Linked DNA regions of Sus scrofa: all the other regions are linked to region 1. The links are chromatin contacts, called in public HiChIP or PLAC-seq and promoter capture Hi-C maps. All regions are on one chromosome and are shown on one strand. Each heading gives the region's core, a stretch centred on a gene start, on an enhancer-like site or on the middle of the called end of the contact. The rest is flanking DNA. Distances are from core to core; before and after follow the strand shown. Region 1 holds the start of XXYLT1 (xyloside xylosyltransferase 1). Region 2 overlaps XXYLT1 (xyloside xylosyltransferase 1). Region 3 holds the start of PPP1R2 (protein phosphatase inhibitor 2).

The links. Promoter capture Hi-C pulls out the DNA fragments that hold promoters and counts their contacts. HiChIP or PLAC-seq counts read pairs in DNA pulled down with a chosen protein or histone mark.
Region 2: an H3K27ac HiChIP or PLAC-seq map of skeletal muscle shows a contact between it and region 1. The contact joins the enhancer-like site here to the promoter of XXYLT1 in region 1. A contact is called at or near these places in 17 of 47 Hi-C or Micro-C datasets (alveolar macrophages, brain, embryonic fibroblasts and 11 more) and 1 of 2 datasets of contacts at active chromatin or transcription factors (skeletal muscle).
Region 3: a promoter capture Hi-C map of fetal skeletal muscle shows a contact between it and region 1, with 4 times the contacts expected there. The contact joins the promoter of PPP1R2 here to the promoter of XXYLT1 in region 1. A contact is called at or near these places in 4 of 5 promoter capture datasets (fetal liver, fetal skeletal muscle, liver and 1 more), 2 of 47 Hi-C or Micro-C datasets (blood and skeletal muscle) and 2 of 2 datasets of contacts at active chromatin or transcription factors (alveolar macrophages and skeletal muscle).

Annotation. Positions count from the first base shown.
Region 1 is chr13:132,268,671-132,271,426 of Sscrofa11.1, forward strand. XXYLT1 (xyloside xylosyltransferase 1) reads right to left here and starts at 1,316. Exons shown (of 4, transcript XM_021070076.1): 1 at 703-1,316. The coding sequence starts at 1,206.
Region 2 is chr13:132,108,983-132,111,691 of Sscrofa11.1, forward strand. The region is part of intron 3 of XXYLT1 (xyloside xylosyltransferase 1); the gene reads right to left. Among named protein-coding and RNA genes, the nearest start is that of XXYLT1, 160 kb to the right of the region's middle. Within about 2 kb of position 1,264, at least 9 of the 83 cell types and tissues checked have an H3K27ac peak or open chromatin away from gene starts, as enhancers often do. A contact at or near this core is called in omental adipose tissue, retroperitoneal adipose tissue and skeletal muscle, where this site is marked.
Region 3 is chr13:132,488,059-132,490,823 of Sscrofa11.1, forward strand. It overlaps PPP1R2 (protein phosphatase inhibitor 2), which reads right to left and starts at 1,432. Exons shown (of 6, transcript XM_021070085.1): 1 at 510-1,432. The coding sequence starts at 631.

The sequences.
Region 1 (2,756 bases), core at 66-2,565:
TGACACTAAGCTAGGAATCCCCGAGCAGAGCCAGGTGGTGAAGCCAGAGGATGAGGAGGCAGGTTGGTCCAATGACTAGCTCTGCCCTGCTCTCCCCAGATCTTATCTGTACCTCCTGGAGCGTTCTCTTCCTCCCTGGGAAGAACCCTCTGCTTCTCTAAATGAGCTCATGACCCTAGAGGGTGGGGGAGAAGGGACACATAAAGGAGATGAGGTGGTTCACACTGGAGCTTGACCAGTTCCGACTGAGATACCTTGGAGCTATGAGAAATGCCACTGTAACTTCAAGAATTCAAGAGGCCTACGACCCTGTCTATCAGATTCTGCAGCAGAAGAATACTGGTGCTTCAAATGACCTGTTCCATCCTCAAAAGCCAAAGACTGGAGGAGATTAAAAAGAGGGGCAGACTGGAAGGCACTCACCAGTGAACCCTGCAACGCTAGTAAGGAAGGGGCGTGCCGATTCTCAAGGGGGCCACAGTTAAAGGGGGATACCAGGTCAGGGTAGTCAGCTAACGCCGAGGCACCCACCCGGACACGCCCCCGACGATGCCTCCAGTCCACTTCGGGGAGAGGGTGCGAGTTGGCGTTGACAGTAGGCAGCGCAGCGAAGTCGCCTCCCTCCCGACCCCCTGAGCCTGGTGGGGCGCGCGCACTGACAGAGCCACCCGCCCGGAGCCTCCAGCTGAGGCCCCTGCTCACCTTGCACTTGAAGCCGGCGGCGGGCGGCAGCAGCTCTCGCAGCAGGGCCTTGGCCACCTCGCGGCTGGCCTCCTCGCTCACGAAGTGCAGGTTAAGCACCTCATTCGCCTCGAACTTAGCAAGGCGCAGCAGGGAGCGGAGCGCGATGCGAGCCTTGGCCTGCAGCGCGGCATTGTGTTCCGCCTTGGTGAACATCATCAGCAGGTGGTAGTCCACCGGCCCAGCCCCGCCGCTCTCCAGGCTCTTGGCCTTAGCACCCAGGGCTGGCGCCACGGAGCCCCGCGCCACCTCCAGCACCGGCGGCGAGGGCACGGCTGGGGCCCCGGCGCGGGCCTCCTTCAGCCTCTTGGTGGCGCTGGAGAAGGTCTCCCGGCCGGAGCCGAGGTAGTAAAAGGCACAGACCGCAAGCGCCGCGGCCAGGAGCAGCGCACAATAGTGGGAGCGCACAGCGCCCAGGCGTGCCATGGCCCGAGCGCATGGGGGCACGCCTCGGAGGAGACCCATGCGCCACCAGCCCGCCGACACAGAGCAGCCGGGAAACTGCAGCGGAGACCAATACCCCGGCAGCCACTTAGTAGCTCAGTCGGCGGGCGGCAGCCATGGCGGGGGCGGAGCCTTGCTGCCGAGGGCCAATCCACGAGCGCTGATGCTCGAGAGGCGGGGCCAGGGCTGTCCTGCAGCCGCTGGGTCCTAGGCTCGGAAGGATTACAGCCGAGATGTGCCGCGAGTTCACGGGATTCACTCCCGACCCCCGACCCCCATCCCCCAGGTGGTCAGAGGATCTGGTGAGGACCAAGACAGAGAGGCCAGCTGGCTATACCGTCTGTGAAAAATGGCCCTCTTAAGTGCCCAGCCCCAGACGCTAGAAACCAAAGCTAAGCCCTCGGCTACTCAAAAGACTAAATTGGGCAAAAAACATTTTTCTCTTATACCGTTATTCCTCTAATTTCTTGAAGGCCTCAAGTCCTCTCTCTGACTCCTTTCACACCTTGGAGTTTAGCTGGGGCTAAAGAATTTACACTGGCCACTCCTTCCCCATTCTCAGTGAAGGTGGAATGACAACCAAGGTGTAAATCGCCTGCCCACCTCACTTGCAACTCTGAGGCCCACTGGAAGCAATTTAAAGGTGTGGCCACCAGGGGGGCCCAAATGCCCAAAATTTAGAGGAGCCCAGAGCTCTGAAGGGGAGTAATACCAAAGATCGTGATACTCCTTAAACACACACACACACACACACACACACACACACACACACACACACACACAAAACACAAAACAAAAACTTAAACATTTTAAAAAAGACTTAATATGTAACAGGTAATTTTGCAAATTCTTTTTCCTTTTGGCTACACCTGTAGCATGTGGAAGCTCTGGGGCCAGAGATGGAAACAGCAGCACAGCAGTGACCACAGCTTGCAGGAAGGTGGGATCCTTAACCCACTGAGCAAGACCAGAGATCAAACCTGCATCCTCACAGAAACAACATCAAGTCCTTAACCCACTGAACCACAACAGGAACTCCAGGAAATTCCTAACTGAGGCACAGCTGAGGTCACTCGTCCAAGGTCACACAGTGGCAGTTTTGACAGTATAGTTGGACACTGCCAACTACATAAGTAAACATGCACAAGGGTCTGCATGCTTGAAAGAGGTGCAGGTGAAAACACAGGCACACACAAATTCCCTCCGCCCATTTATTGTAACATCCCATTATTTCTCAACTGGGTTCCCAGAACACAATTCATCTCATTTTTAACTCTTGTTCTTTTCAACTGGAGCAACATTTATCTGAATAATACTGGACTTCCGAAGCAGTCTTGGCAACAAACTCAACATACTACTCACCTTGCGGGGCAGAGTGGGGACCGCAATAGCAGAGTGAACTTGCTTGAATAACAGGGTTTTACTTTAGTTCATTTAATCCTCACAACATTAAGAAGCAGTGTTATTTGCACTTGACAATTGAGGAACATGAGATTTAGAGAAACTAACTCCCCAAATGTAGTTGACTAACAAATAATGGAGCCAGGATCCTTACCCAAGTCTTACCATTT
Region 2 (2,709 bases), core at 14-2,513, 160 kb before region 1:
AAGTCTGGAAAGATTCTGTGGTTGCCAAGGGGGAAGGGGAGGGAGTGGGGTGGATTGGGAGCTTGGGGTTAATAGACGCAGATTATTGCCTTTGGAATGGATGAGCAATGAGATCCTGCTGTGCAGCACTGAGAGCTATGTCTGGTCACTTATGATGGAGCATGATAAATGTGAGAAAAAACAATGTATACATGTATGTGTAACTGGGTCGCCATGCTGAACATTAGGAAAAAAAAGAATGTATTGGGGAAATAAAAATAAAATAAAATGAGTTATTTGGTGTGGAGCTCAGACAGGGAGACAAAGGGAACAGAGAAAACAAAACTGGAGCATCTCTCCTCTGTCCGTCTGTCTGTCCACGTGTGTTTGTCTCTCTCACGCTCTCTCTCTCTCTCTGTCTCTCTCTCTCACACACACACACACACACACACACACACACACACACACACACACACACGTTCCTGCACTGAAGAATGATGAATCATGAAAAGGTCACAATCTGGGGAGTCCTTGCCCCCCTCCATCCATACTTCCAACTCACAAGGCTGCTGGAAGGGCAGCCCCGCCCTTCCGCCACGCTGCTCTTTCCAGCAAACTTCTCCCACGGTCTGCAAGGTGAGAATGTGGAAATGAGCTGTAACATATCCTCTCCTCTCTCAAGACCCCACCAGGAGAGCCAGCAATCAGGACAGCCCAGCCGTGCGCCAACTCAGCTCATCGTCTCTATAGAAACCACTCATAGGCCCTTGTGGTCACCACCACCGCTACCGCCCCCACCACCCGCTCCGCACCCAGAGAAATAAGGCTAAGACCAAAAGCACGGGTCCCTCATAGGGAGAGAGGTCGGTGGCCTCCTTTGTCCCTGATCCTCTTCAGCCATTGGAGTGCCTCCAGAGCCCTGTCCTGGGTCGACTTGGTCCTTGAGGGCAGCTTGGTTCTAAAGGACACCGTGGACGGTGCCATCACAGGCCAATAGGTGTAAAGGGAAATGGTTATCTCATTCACCACTTAGGGCTGGAGCTGCCGTTCCCTGAAGCCCACGTCATAGCCTCCTCCTCAGAGGAACAGGAATTTCCAGGGAGAGAAAATGCACGCTGCCCCGGATCACATACTCTCTTTTTTTTTTTTTTTCTTTCTGAAAACTCCGAGTAGTGAGGTCTTTTTCACATGGTGCTGAACCTCACCGCATCCAAGCATCCACTCTCTGCTCAAAGCCCTGCCCCCTGGAGCCACAAGGAACAAGCGTATTTCCTCTGACATGAAGACAGGGATCGTGCCCCCACGGGCTCTCTCTTATCTTGACTAAACAGCCCCAGTTCCTCAGACTGGTGTTGAGTATGCGTCTCAGGAATTTCCTGATGGCAGGTCAAGCCGTTACTCTTCCAGAGAAGCCTGGGGATTTGGAGAGGATGCAGGCAAAGACCCTCCACGTCCAAATGGCGGTGTCCACGCTCAGCCCCAGATGCCCCCTGCTGAGCTCGTCTGGCCTTGACTTACACAGGGAAGGCTGCGCAGATTAAACCAGGCGTGGAAGCAGCAGGAGGCACAGGAAGAGGTGATTAAAGCGTGTGGCCCCGGAGAAGGCCCAGGAGCACCTTGGCTCCTTACAGCCCCCTGCTGCAGGGCTGGGGGTCCCTGGGCCGCCATGGGGGAAATGCACCAGCTCAGAATGAGAGAGTCCTGGGCCCAGGGTTTGAGAGCCTCAAAGACAACAGTGGGTCCACAGTGTTTTAGGATTCCCCAGGAAGCGGAGGCCATAGGCCTTCCAAATTTAGTTTCTTGAAGGCGGCATCTTAGTAGGGTTCTAAGAGCACTGCGTTCATCGGGCTCCGCTAGTTACTAGCTGAGCAATATCCCTGCTTCGAACCTCAATTCTACCTTTGATAAAATAGAGGTGATTCCTGTATAATGAAACAATAAAGGAAATTACTATGTACACTGTGTTGCTATATAAATAAATATGACTTTATTATCCCTGCTGAGGATAGGCTGTCGAAGGCATTCAGAAAGAGACGGGGTAGCTGGTAACTAGTACGAAACTAAGGGGACCGACTGGGTGATAATATGGAGCCACTTTTCCCAATGAGAGGAAAGACTGCATTAGATGGAAACCGAGTGAGCATTAAAGGTGATTCCAAGTGCAAGAGCGACCCCAGGCCAGACCCCGTATGGAGGAGAAGCCCAACACCGCGAGACTACGGTCTAAGACATTCCACAGCTGGCAGTGGGATGCTCCCAAGGGAGAAGGGGGCCGTCCCGCTCCCCCGGAACAATGCTGAGTCTCCTGAATGCCTCTTTTGTTCCATGCAGCACAAAAATCGCAAACATTTTTTAACTACCCTGTGTTTTTGTAGCTGTTTGTTCTTTTCTCAAAGGTCCTAAGATCACAGAAAAGCTTCCAAGAACAATAGCTGGTAACCTGCGCTGTGCAGTTGAAACAACAAGGCTGAGGGTTTCTGGCTGAAGGAGGGAAAGGCGGGCAGGAGGGTCTGGGCCGGGGTTGGGGGGGGCGCCCCCAGCACTGTCCCCGTGCTCCCCCTGGAGGGAAGACCCCACTGGCTCTGCAGGATTCCTGCGGGATGACTGGGGCACAGCTGCCCTTTCTCCAGATCGGATTCCAGTCAAAACTCACGTGGTCTCTCTTTGCTCTCTGCAAATGAAAAGCTTAGGTTTCTACCCTGTTTGCTAAGGCCTCCATCAAGGCCCCAG
Region 3 (2,765 bases), core at 182-2,681, 220 kb after region 1:
TTTTTCGGAGAGTCTCTTATTAGCTTGAGACTAGATCTTAAAGGGTACCCAAGCCAAGAAACACACTTTTTGATTACTGAGGACTTTCAGACACTCGATTAGGAGGTGAAGAAATAATAAATGCCTAACAGGTGAAGCTTTGAAATTTCCGTTTGATTCTTTAATATTCCCAGTTTCCAAAAGCTCAAAGATCATGACATACGTTTTAAAAATATTATATATGGGTCCATACTTTAAAAAAGAGAAAGAAAAACCCAGTAAATGCCACAACTCCTGCCTACTTCAAAATCACTCCACCCATCTGCCCAGCCGGCGGAGGGAGACCCGAGCAGCGCCGGGGCCGTACCTACGGGGCCGCCCCGCCTGCCGGCCCGCACTCGAACTCTAGGTCCGGGGTCGGTCTGCGGGTCGGCAACGGCAGCAGGGGGAGGGCGAGGCCGCCCGGGCCGGGAAGGAGGGGTTTCCCAGGCTGCCCCGGACGACCAGCGGCCGTCCCTCGCGGCTCTCACCTCAGCTCTTCGTCAACACTCCTGCCGGGCTGTTCGGCCGAGGCCACCATAGAGGAAGTCGTAGAACTCTTGTTCTTCAAGATCCCCTTGATGGGCCGGTGCGAGGCCGTCGAGGCCGCCATTGCCCGCCGCTCCGGCGGTCGGCTCAGCGTCGCTGCTTAGCGTTGGGTCCAGGAAGGAAAAGGCTGGGCGCGAGCAGAGACTCGCCAGGCAGCCGCCGAGCCCGCTTGGGGCTGAAGCGGCTGCACCTGCTGTCGCGGAGACACCCACCAGAATCGTTGTCACGACACGACTCGGACGCTCAGGCGTCTCGCCGACCCCGCGTGGCTGGCGGCCCTTCGCGCGCCCTTGTCCACCGGCACTTTATCCGTGGCCCGCGGAATGAAGGCGGCCTAGCGCCACAGCGCCGGAGCGACGCCGACGCCGAAGCCAAGCGGGCCCGCCCTCTCGCGATATCTAGGGCGGGGCGGGGGCGGGGCCAGAACAATGCCAACCTCCTCGCCCCGCCCTCTCTGGTCTGCTGGGTGGGCTCGCCCCTTCCGCGGAGTTGAACCCAGGAGCTGTTTCAAAGAACCTTGGAGAGGTTTCTGGCGTGAGTCGTTACAGAGTTGTGCATCTCTCTGAAGCTCCCTCGCTCCCACCAGTTCATGAGGTTCATATTGTTTTATTTCTGTATTTTATAGATCTGAAAATTGAGGCTCGAAAGTGACATCATTCTCCCAAAATATTGACTTTGAGAGAAATGGAGTTTCTTTCCGTTTAACTAGCATAAAAAACTGAACCCTCCATTATAAACTCATGAAATATCAGCATTGGATTGGTCCTTAGAGACGTATTGTGAGATCGTATTGACTTTTGTGAAGTCATAGAACATCAGCTTTGAAATAATCCAACTTCTTCTTACCATTGGAAAAGCTGAAGGATAGAGGAAGTGACCTGACCACTGCTGTCACACAACCTATCTTTAAAGTGTCGTCATAGAACTTGAAACTTCTTCTAGTCTGATATTTCCCCATTTTACCACCTTCTCCCTCTTTGTTGGTAATCCCATGGAAGGTATCTATGGCAGGAATTCCTAGAATTGTGGTTTATAACCTGTCTCCCCCCACATCTTGGGAACTCTTTGTAGCATAACCAGCTGTCTAACACTGGCTGAAATAGGCCAGAAGCCTTAGGAACTATCTAGCTCTTAATAAGATGAGTCCCAAATGAGGAAAAAGAGGGCAGAGGCAACAACTCTCTGGCACACACTCTCCCCAAGTTCTCTCTGCCTGAGTGTGAATGAAAGATACCAGGGAAGACTTTGATGAAAGCGAAGAGACCTCAGGCTCTAGGGTGTCAGGATGTGTTGGTTTCCTGGTTGCGGGTGCTGTGGCTCTAGTAAGGAGAAGTGGATTCTTGAAAAGGACAGGAATTTGAAGCTCTGGGAACAATCTCAGAACTAGGCTGTATCTAAAGTCAAGCTGGGGTCGGGGGGAGGGGGTGTTTACTCCAGCCACCCAGGCTCTCTGCATGCAGCACTCACACTGAAGTTGTACAGGTGGGAAATGTGGAGGTCTCAGAGATTTAAGCAAGTCGCCTTCTGTTATGGGTTGCATCATGTCTCCCTAAAATTAAGCTATGTTAAATCTCTGACACTCAGTACCTCAGAATGTAAACTTGTTTAGAAATAGTGTCAATGTATATATATATATTTTTTTTTTTTTTCTGGTCTTTTTAGGGCCACATCCATGGCATGTGGAAGTTCCCAGGCTAGGGGCTGAATAGGAGATGCAACTGCTGGCCTACGCCACAGCCACAGCCACACGGGATCCAAGCTGTGTCTGCGACCTCTACCATAGCTCACTGCAATGCCAGATCCTTAACCCTCTGAGCAAGGTCAGGGATCAAACCTGCATCCTCATGGGTACTAGTCATATTCATTTCCACTGAGCCACAAAGGGTACTCCATGGAGATCTAATTGGTTAAGATGAGGCTGTACTGGAGTAAGGTGGGCCCCTAATCTAAAATGACTGATGTCCCTATAGGAAGAAGGCCATGTGAAGACAGAGGATTGGGGTGATGCATCTACAAGCCAAGGGCCACCTGGGGCTAGCCAAAGGTGGCAAAAGCATGGAAAAGACTTCCTTTAGTGCTCTCAGAAGGAACCAATCCTGCTGACACCTTGATCTTGGACTGCTAGTCTCCAGACTGAGAGACATTACATTTCTATTGTTTAAAACCACCCAACGTGTGGTTCTGTGATGGCAGCTTTA